Linked DNA regions of Sus scrofa: region 2 is linked to region 1. Evidence: chromatin contacts called from public HiChIP or PLAC-seq data. All regions are on one chromosome and are shown on one strand. Each heading gives the region's core, a stretch centred on a gene start, on an enhancer-like site or on the middle of the called end of the contact. The rest is flanking DNA. Distances are from core to core; before and after follow the strand shown. Region 1 holds the start of NUTF2 (nuclear transport factor 2). Region 2 overlaps PSKH1 (serine/threonine-protein kinase H1).

Region 1 (4,676 bases), core at 1,318-3,817:
AAAGAACCTCAAAGCTCTCCTCTTATCTCTGAGACACAGATGGCATGCCAAATTCCAGAAGGGTCAAGGATTTCTGGGGGTCAGGATGCCTAGCAATGGCAAGCTGATCAGAGACAAAAGCTATAAGGAACTTCTTGAAGGACTGGAATGAGAGGGAGGGACCTAAATTCCTCCTACTCCTGGGTAACCATTGAGAAGGAACAGGATCTTTTTGACCTTGAAGAAGACCCTTGTGATCAAGTCACCTGGGGTTTTGGAATGTGTGAACTAATCCATAGCCATAAAGTCTTATTCACCTGAAACTAGTGTCCTAGAAAGAACCACCCCAGACAATCTCAAAAAGATCTTGCAACAACTGTTTATAGCACTGAGAGCCAACCACACTGACCTTATGTGTGTCCAGTGGGTAGTCCCTCCTTGCTGCCCACCTGCACTGGCAAACTAGGCCTCTCCTGAGCCTGCTGAATGAACCTGACTTCCACTTGCACGTGGGCTAAGATGTGGAAGGAGAGGTGAGTTCAGACGGAAGGCAGGCCCTGGTAAGGAAATCTGGACAGACCCTTGCCTGTCCTCCTTAATCAGAGAGAATGCAATTTGACTGCAGGAAAACCTGAAGGCTAGAGTTCAATGACCAGAAAAATACTACCTGGGGAAAAACTCAAGGAATAAAAAAATTCAGGGATGGTGGCCTTCTGCATCATGGGCCGAACTCAATTCTCCAATGCTGAGGCCAGGTCTGCAAAGATTCAGCTGCGTCTTCAGTCCCTGCAAGAGCTGTGGCTCAGAAGCTGCACTGGGTCAGAGGAATCAAGGTTTGACACACTATGTTTTCTCCATATTCCATGGTCTTCTCTGGACTTGTCCCTTACTACTCAACCAAGAGTGCCTTTACAAACCCTGCCAGAAGACTATTCTATGGCTAGATATTCCCCTTCTCCCGCAACTCAATGGAGTCTCTGGAGTCATCATTACAGGCAATTTCCGCAGGCCCAACCAGCTTCCTGCCTGTTCACAGGTGGCTCAGCTGTCGAAAAGTGAGCAAGCAAGTGAGGGAAGCCTGACTTTGTGCAGCCCCCAGCTCTAGTTCTGCCACCTAGGCTTCAAAAGACTCTAACACTTTCTCTTTCTTTTTTTAATTAAAGTACAGTTGATTTACAATGTTGTGCCTGACAGAGTTTCAATCTGAGCCCCAGAGTCCAAATGTGCCCCATGCCCAATGTTGCTTGCAGCCCAGCCTCCTGCTTGGCACTAGGCTCATAGACCTCAGATCCAGATTCTACTTTCCCCTCAATTAAGCCCCAACTTATCGTTATCATTCTTACAGAATCATCCTCCTCTGTGGGAGGAGGTCAGCTGACTCTGGGAGGGGAAGATGCAAGGATTAGACTGTGCCCAAGAGAACTAACAATGTGTTGGAGGCTCAAAAATTCAGCCTCACCTCCCTCGCTTCCTTCCTCCCTCCCTCCACTAACACAGCTGGCCAACCCACCGACGCTGGGGCCTGGTCACCGATAGAGAGAAGGGCCAGGGAAGGGGCTGAGGGTGTCCGGAGCCGCCTCATCACTTCGGGCCAGATCCTCCAAGGCTGGCTGGGGGTGTTGTCCCACGTGGAACCCCCTCCTGTTCCAGATTCCCTGATCTTGCCCTCTAGGGAGAAGAACCTTTGCTTGAGTTCCAGAATGGGAAATAGGTTTCGTGCACCCTCAGAAGGCAAACAAGCGAGGGAGTGTTCACCCATATTCCAGCTGAACTATGGTTGTGAACTGGGTGAGGGTAGAGCTGCGGCAGGTGGGCGCCCTCACCCAATGCTGACTCCGGAGCGGGCCGGATGGCACTTGCCCATCCCCGGATCCTCGGCAGGGGGGCAGCAGGACGTGGGGCTCGGGTCGGCCCGCTAGCCTGCCGGCAGAGTTTGCGGGACTTGGGCAGGCCGAGATAGGCCAGACAGGGCGGGGCCCAGAGAGCCCCATCTGGGTGGTCCAGACCAGAAAAAAAAACTAGCCCCGGCGCAATCGGGTGTGCCCGCCACACGCACGAGTACACCCGAAATAGGTTCCTGGCTGTCCCTCTGTGTTTCCCCCGGCCGCCGCCACAGAGGACCGGCGGGAGGCGGAGCCGCGCTCGACACATGGCCCCGGCCCCGCGCGGCTTCGGGCGGCCGGGGGGGGGGGGAGGAGGGGAGGGGAGGGGCCGCCCCGGGACTAGCTGCGGAGGCTCCAGGCGACCCGGAGCGCGGCTCCTGCGGCCCAGCCCCAGCCCCGGAGCGCTAGCCCCAACACTCACCCGAGGGGCTGGCACGATGGCGGCAGCGGCGGCGGCAACCTAGCGCGGTCTGCGACGGACTGTCCCTTCCCCCCTGCCTTCCCTTGCCACTCCGCTGCACTCTGGGAAACGGAGTCCCCCCATTCTCCTTTCCGGCGTAGGTGCGCCGGGAGAAAACTACAGTTCCCGACGTCCTATGCGCTGCGGCCCAGACACGGCCCGGAGCGCGGGAGGTGATACTAAGTCAGGGAAGGAGGCTGCCGGGGCGAGCCCCTGAGAATTGTGGTCTAGCGGAAGCCTCTGGAACAACTCGAGCTTGGCGCCAGGCTGGGGTCAGGGCTCTGTTGTCGCCAGGTCCCAGCCGGTCCGGCACCGCCCCTATTGCGCGGCAGTTCAGTGTTGGCCCTGCCTCCGTGAGATCTGGGCCTGGCCCCAAGTTGGCCTAGCAGCCCCTCCCTGGGCCCCTGAGCTGTTTCCGCCTGCAAAACCCCCTCCCCTTTGGCGCTCTGGCCACCCCTTTGACTCTTTCTGAGCGGTGCTCTAAGGCCCGCTGGGGTGGAACCCATAGCTTCTGTTCCAGTACTTGCGTCCTGCCTAGTGCCAGTTGGACCCAAAGCCGATTTCAAGCAGGAGAGGCCTTTCTTGGGCTGGAGACTCAAATACCAAGTGGGGCTTAACTAGAGACAAGATTACTCTTAAGATTTCTACAGTTAGCGTCTACAAAACATTCTCAAGGGGTATTTTGGAGCAGGCAGGGCAACTGAGTTTCATTTTATTAATAAGAAAAGAGAAATAACTGGTTTGCTCAAACTTTCCCCATGATTTAAGTGATGAAGTTGCAATCTCTCTCTCCCACCCATTTCCCTTTTCTTTCAATGCCCATTTTCGTCGTTTCCTGGGCAACACATACATTTGAAGTAAGCCTTTTGGGAAAATTCTCTGCAGCTAACCTGGGGGTAAAACAGCTACAAGGCTTCTCCTGGACAGTGATCTTGCGGTACTCTTAGTTCTTCCAGAAGAGTTTTACACCTTCACAGATCCTCACTCCTACCCCCACCCTTCCTCCTTGGAATGGCTGGTAAGACTAGGCCAGGTTTCTGTTTTTTAAATCCCAGATCTGTATTAACTTTGCCTGACTAGATTCTTGTCTTATTACTCAGTCATTGAGACACTGCATTGCCCTGCTTGTGGTGTATTTAGGACCTCCTTTGCTCAGCTTTCTTCCTTTCCCCAGAAGCTGAAATACCTGCTAGGTTGAGCGCTCACAATATCCAATACAGGACAGTCCTGGCCAGAATCTGGCCCTCACCTTGTCTTGAGAGTGCTGCTGAGAGGCTCAAGTAAGCCAAAGCAGAAATAGTGTAAGTCCTTTCAACAAACAGGAGCTTAAGGATACACTAAAGAACCCACGTTGAGCCTGGGAAAATCCTCACTCCTAGTGAAGAAGAGCAGGGACAGTTAAGAAACTGATCCATTAGCTGCTTGCAAAGGGTTTCAGTCCCAACTGGCCTGGAACAGCACTGCTGGGCTTTTACCACATTAAACTTGCCAGAACTAACCCTACAAGAGATACAATCCCTTCTGTAACTAGGCACAACCTGTGCCCCACCCGTCCTCCTCACCAGAGACTTGGGATGTCAGTACCAAGGAGCCAAGAAAAGAGCAGAATCTAAAGGGACATTTTTGAGTCATTCCAGTTCGAAGCCACAGGGAAAGCCCTCAGGGTAAGTGGCATTTTCTGTAACAGAGAAAGGAGTAATGTTGTATGAAACCTAGTTAAGTGTCCAGCTGTACCCCAACACCTATAGAAACATGGCTAGCTTTAAAGGCATTTGGAACTGGCTTTGAGCTAAAGTACTTGGAACTAAAGATAAAAACGTCATTCTGCCCCTATAATATCCAATCTAAGAAAAGACATTAACAGGCAAGAAAATGAGTCGAGGTCACAAATCCCAATTCCTATCGTTAAAGTCCTCTATGGATCCACCTCCTTCACAATGAAAGTGTACCCAGGTTAAAGTTATTTGTCCAAGAGTCCATGGATGGTTCTAGTAACTGCATTCCCATGTGTGCCAGACACTTTACTAGGCCTAAGGACTACCTATAATGGTGAGCAAAATTCAACTCCACCTGAAAATTCATAAGGAATTCAAAACCCTCATGTAAGTGGGCTGCCACAATTCAGTTTAGTTCTTACATGTTCCTTCTCCCAGATGAAAGAACACAAGGGCCCTCCCATGGACAAACCAGGATAATTTTGGTGAAATTTCCAAACTTTCTGGGGTGAGTCGGAACTCTGTGAAGACCTTATAAGGCCAGGATCTGTATACTTAGAGACCCTTTGTGGACAAACCTGGTCACTGAAGCATCTCTACTTTCAAGGTCAGACTGGTCCTTGAGACCTAAGATGGAAA
Region 2 (4,676 bases), core at 1,160-3,659, 60 kb before region 1:
AACAGCCCTGGCAGCTCCCAGAGGAACTCAAGGGCCTAGAAGCAGTAAGGCCCGTGAAAGGGCAGAGCTATCCAAGTGGAGAGAGACAATGGAAAGATCGGGAGAGGGAGGGGATGGATGGGGCTCTGGGAGCTGCTCAGAATACAACCCACAATACACCTCTTTGTTGGAGAGGCCTCAGCAGGGGGTGGGAAAGAGCAATGATGAAAAGAGGCTCTGATCCTGGGTTAACAAGATGCCACAGGTGGTCAGAGCAAGGCATTCTGGCAAAAATGGCTGAATACAATGTGGGGAGCATCTGTTTCTGCCACCACAGGAGGTAAGTGTGTAACCAGGGCAACAACAGCAGAGGGATGGCTAAAGGACAAGGCTCCAGGGAGCCAAGTGTAGCCCAGGGGTGGCAGATGAGGGAGCTGCTGCCCCTCTCCACTCAGGGCCAGCCTCCTGCCCCCACAAGATGAGAGCCACCCTTACCTTCCTCCAAGAGGTCTCTGACCAAAGGGTCCAGGAAGCGGCCAGTGCCCACACCCAGTGGACCAAACCATGCCATCTCCCAGGGTCCAGTCAGGGATATGAACTGAGGACATCTGCTCCCGCAGTAAGGAAAGGAGATGTATCTGTTGAACACCTACTGTGAACCAGGAGCTTTGGTGAGGTAGGGATGGCCCCTCCAGAGGAATCCCTCCTGGACAAGTAAGGGGGCCTCTGCTCACCCTACTGGGATCCTCGCAAAGATCCAGCGGCATCATCCCGCACTGGACACCCAGCAGCCACCAGCAACCAGGCAAGGAGGAAGGGCTCAGGTATACCTCACAGCAAAGAATTCTAAATCATTTGTGTTTTCTTGTGCTGTCAGCCATTGAGACTGCCATGGGAGGACCAGCCTCTGACTTGCTGCAGAGGACAGCAAGAGAAGAGTGGTGAGCTGAAGGTCTGCTACGGCCCCCAGTCACACCAGAGGTGGGAACATGAAGCAATTAAAGGAATCCAGCTGAATTCAAGCACAAGCCCAGAAATATGTCACCTGCCTCCTTGTATTTCGCTCTTCTGACTGCACACGTCCAGGTTCCAGCTCTCCCACATCTCCAGGCAGTCTCCCCATGGCTCTGGGGCAAGGTCCTATCCCTGCTCACCCAACAGCTCCTTGTCAGAGCATATGAACCAGGCTGCACAAGCAGCCCCCACAGGCAGTGGCCCCCTTCACCTGGAGAGCACCAGGACACACCACAGGCTATGCACCTCATGTTATCAACAGCATCCCAGGTCAGAATATAGCAAGTGTTAGAGTCACTTTAAGAAGGAGGAAAGAGGGAGTTCCCGTCGTGGCTCAGTGTTTAACGAATCTGACTAGGAACCATGAGGTTGTGGGTTCGATCCCTGGCCTTGCTCTGTGGGTTAAGGATCTGGCTTTGCCATGATCTGTGGTGTAGGTCACAGACGTGACTTGGATCTGGCATATCTGTGGGCTCTGGCGTAGGCCGGCAGCCATGGCTCCAATTAGACCCCTAGCCTGGGAACCTCCATATGCCTCAGCTCAGGTGCAGCCCTAGAAAAAGACCAAAAAAAAAAAAAAAAAAGAGGAAAGAGGAGTTCCCATCGTGGCACAGCAGAAACGAATCTGACTAGGAACATGAGGTTCTGGGTTTGATCCCTGGCCTCCATCAGAGGGTTAAGGATCCAGCATTGCCATAAGCTGTGGTGTAAGTCGCAGACGAGGCTCAGATCTGGTGTTGCTGTGGCTCTGGCGTAGGCTGGCAGCTGTAGCTCTGATTAGACCCCTAGCCTGGGAACCTCCATATTGCTGCGGGTTCGGCCCTAGGAAAAAAAAAAAGAAGGGGGAAAGAGCTGGGATGGAAATGGAAATGTCAGTTCTGGCTCTGGGCTCTCATCCTACTGCAGGGCTACCAGAAGTACCGGATGGTGTAGCTCACTGCCCCCTGGGCCCAAATAGAAGGATGGTCTGGCTGCAGCCCAGGAACTCACCCCTAAAAAGCAACTTGCCACCAATACAATTCCCTAGGAAGTGGCAGATTGGCCCTGCAGGTGGGCTTCCTCTCCCACCAAGATTCTGTCCTCTGCCAGGCAGCACTCACTCTCCTAAACAAGGTTTTGTAAGAACCTTTGCCCAAGCCCACGTGTTCCTAGTGCAGTCACCTGGGCCCACCCACAGCTCAGAGACTGTCCAAGCAGAGGAGGGTGACAATTAAAGGCTGCTAAATGCGGCAGACAGCAAAGCGGCTGATGACATCGCTCTGTCATCAACTCCATAAGAACCTCTTCATCCGTCCTGCCTCTAGGAATAGAACTCTTGACAAAAGCAATGACATTAGGCCCACAACGTCACATTTCATGTCAAATGAATCACAGAATCTCCAAGTTGGCGGGACCATAACAGTCTTCTAGTGCGGTCTACAGATGGTGACTCATCTTCTGTGTCACTCCCTTTAGAAGCAGCTGCTCCAGCCCTCCTAGGGCCTCCTATAACAGGAAGCTCCCTCTTTCAAGGTGACTCTTTCTTTGTAGCCTCAAGCTGCTCTCAAAATCACAAAGGCCTTCCTCACATCTGGCCAACATATATCTCCCTATCCCTTCCAATATGACCTCAGCTTGGCCCCCTCTACTCCCGCACCTCTGGGCACTGGGTAAAAACTCACATTCTCCTCTCAAAATCAACTGTCACAGCCTTCTCCTTCCCAGGATTCTCTCCTCTTTCAAGACTCCTACCTTTGCTTCTAAGCAGGTCTGGCCAACAGCCCCCTAAGTGCATCACGGGTAAGCTCTCCACTTCTTCCTGGAGTCTAGCCCTAGAAGAAAACACTCCCAGCCAGCAGGAGCATCCCACTGTGCCTGACAGCTAGTCATTTCTGGGTCCTTGCCTAGGGCATCACCAGCAACCACTAGTGCTTCCCTGGGAGAAGCAGGCGAAAGTATTGGGAGCATATATATTGATGTACATCTTGTCCTCAAGAACCTTACAGGCTGGGAAGAAGAGAGATGTCCACAGACAACAGCCTGGGAAAGCACCAAAACAAGGAAGGCTGAAGCATGTGTGTCAGAGAAGACTGTGGGCATGCAAAGGCCAAGAACTCTGAAGCCAAGATGCCTAGATTCAAATCCCAGGCTGCCACCTTCTGTGAAGTTACTTAACCTCACTAGCCTCAGTTTACTCATCTGTAAAATGAGGCGATTACATCCCTTGGTGAGATTACTACAGAGATTAGACATGTTGGGTGTAGGACCCTCAGACCTGTGTCTGGTACTCAGCAGACCACACAACGGGAGCGGTCAGTACTATTCTTAATGGAAGCAGTCTTTGAATTCGATGATTGAGAGCTGGTCAAATTTCTAAGGCTGACATTGGGAGAAGGAAAATCCTGAGCAAAAGCATAGTGTAGGGAGTGAAAGGAACAAACATCTTGGGCCCATGGTGTGTAGACAATGGGGTGGAGCACGGGGCCTGGGCTGAGGCTAGAGTATCTAGAGTGTCAGCATCGTGGGGCAGGTGCTGAAGGAGGCTCCACCTGTGTGCTTCCTTCAACTGCCGGGCCCCATGTGCAGACGTCAAGGCAGGACTCTACACACTCCCTGGGTCAGAGGGCAGCCTGGGGTACTCTCTCATTCTGCCTTATAAGCTGACGCTCCTACTGCACAGCTGCAGGAAGGTTCTGTCCCCCACTTCTACTCTTCCTAAACTATGGCTCACATGTACCATGTGGAGCCCACTCTCTGGAATCCCAGATCTGCTCCAAATATCCCCAGGACACCAGGCTCCCCCATCACAAATGAGGACCACTCCAAAAGCCTCCAGTCGGTCTTCCTCCTGCTGGTCTCCCACAACACTTCCTGCTATACTTGCCCTTCACCATCAAGAACCCAGAGGGCTCCCTGTCACCTAACACACTGAATCCCCAAATAATCCCTGGCACTAACTACAGAGCTTCCAGCAACAAACACCAGGCCTGGCCAAGCCTTGTCAATCTCTGCTCTATTACTCCCAATCTCCTGTTGACTCTGGAGCACAGTCAGCAATGTGCCCTTCTCTGAGTTTCTCTCCTCTCAAGGCCCACTTCCTGCAGGAAGCCTTCTATTCAAGTCCACAGAAACCACTGAGCCTGACAGAGGGTTGCATGGGCAGAGCCCTTGGGGAACAAGCACACTGGCTAGGGCCTGGTGTACAAGAGAGACCACTATAAAGGGGCAGGGTGCCTATTAGAAAGGCATCGAGAGCTACAGCACTTAGTAGTTACTGTCAGGTGAGGAGCCTATACCTACAAGCCTTGCTGAGCTCAAAGTGGGGGATCCTTCATTTGCACAAGAAGCCCCCTCAAAATGGCATGCTTTCTTAGACAGGTTTTCTGGAACAGCTTTGCTCATTCCCCCAACCTACCCCACCCGGTCTTTTTAGGGCCGCACCTACTGCACATGGAAGTTCCCAGGCTAGGCTTTAAATTGGAGCTACAGCCGCCAGCCTAGGCCACAGCCACAGCAATGGGATCTGAACCTCGTTTGTGACCTACACCACAGCCTACAGCAACGCCAGATCCTTTAACCCACTGAGCGAGGCCAGTGATCAAACCTTGGTCCTCATGGATACTAGTCAGCATCGCTACCACTGAGCCATGACAGGAACTCCACTAGTCATGTTCTTAACCTGCTGAGCCACAATGGGAATTCCA

What was found. HiChIP or PLAC-seq counts read pairs in DNA pulled down with a chosen protein or histone mark.
Region 2: an H3K27ac HiChIP or PLAC-seq map of alveolar macrophages shows a contact between it and region 1. The contact joins the enhancer-like site here to the promoter of NUTF2 in region 1. A contact is called at or near these places in 2 of 5 promoter capture datasets (fetal liver and liver), 3 of 47 Hi-C or Micro-C datasets (embryonic fibroblasts, fetal skeletal muscle and liver) and 2 of 2 datasets of contacts at active chromatin or transcription factors (alveolar macrophages and skeletal muscle).

What each region holds. Positions count from the first base shown.
Region 1 is chr6:28,467,165-28,471,840 of Sscrofa11.1, reverse strand. NUTF2 (nuclear transport factor 2) reads right to left here and starts at 2,567. Exons shown (of 5, transcript XM_003126922.5): 1 at 2,284-2,567.
Region 2 is chr6:28,526,679-28,531,354 of Sscrofa11.1, reverse strand. The region is part of intron 2 of PSKH1 (serine/threonine-protein kinase H1); the gene reads right to left. Among named protein-coding and RNA genes, the nearest start is that of CTRL, 14 kb to the left of the region's middle. Within about 2 kb of position 2,409, at least 13 of the 83 cell types and tissues checked have an H3K27ac peak or open chromatin away from gene starts, as enhancers often do. A contact at or near this core is called in alveolar macrophages and embryonic fibroblasts, where this site is marked.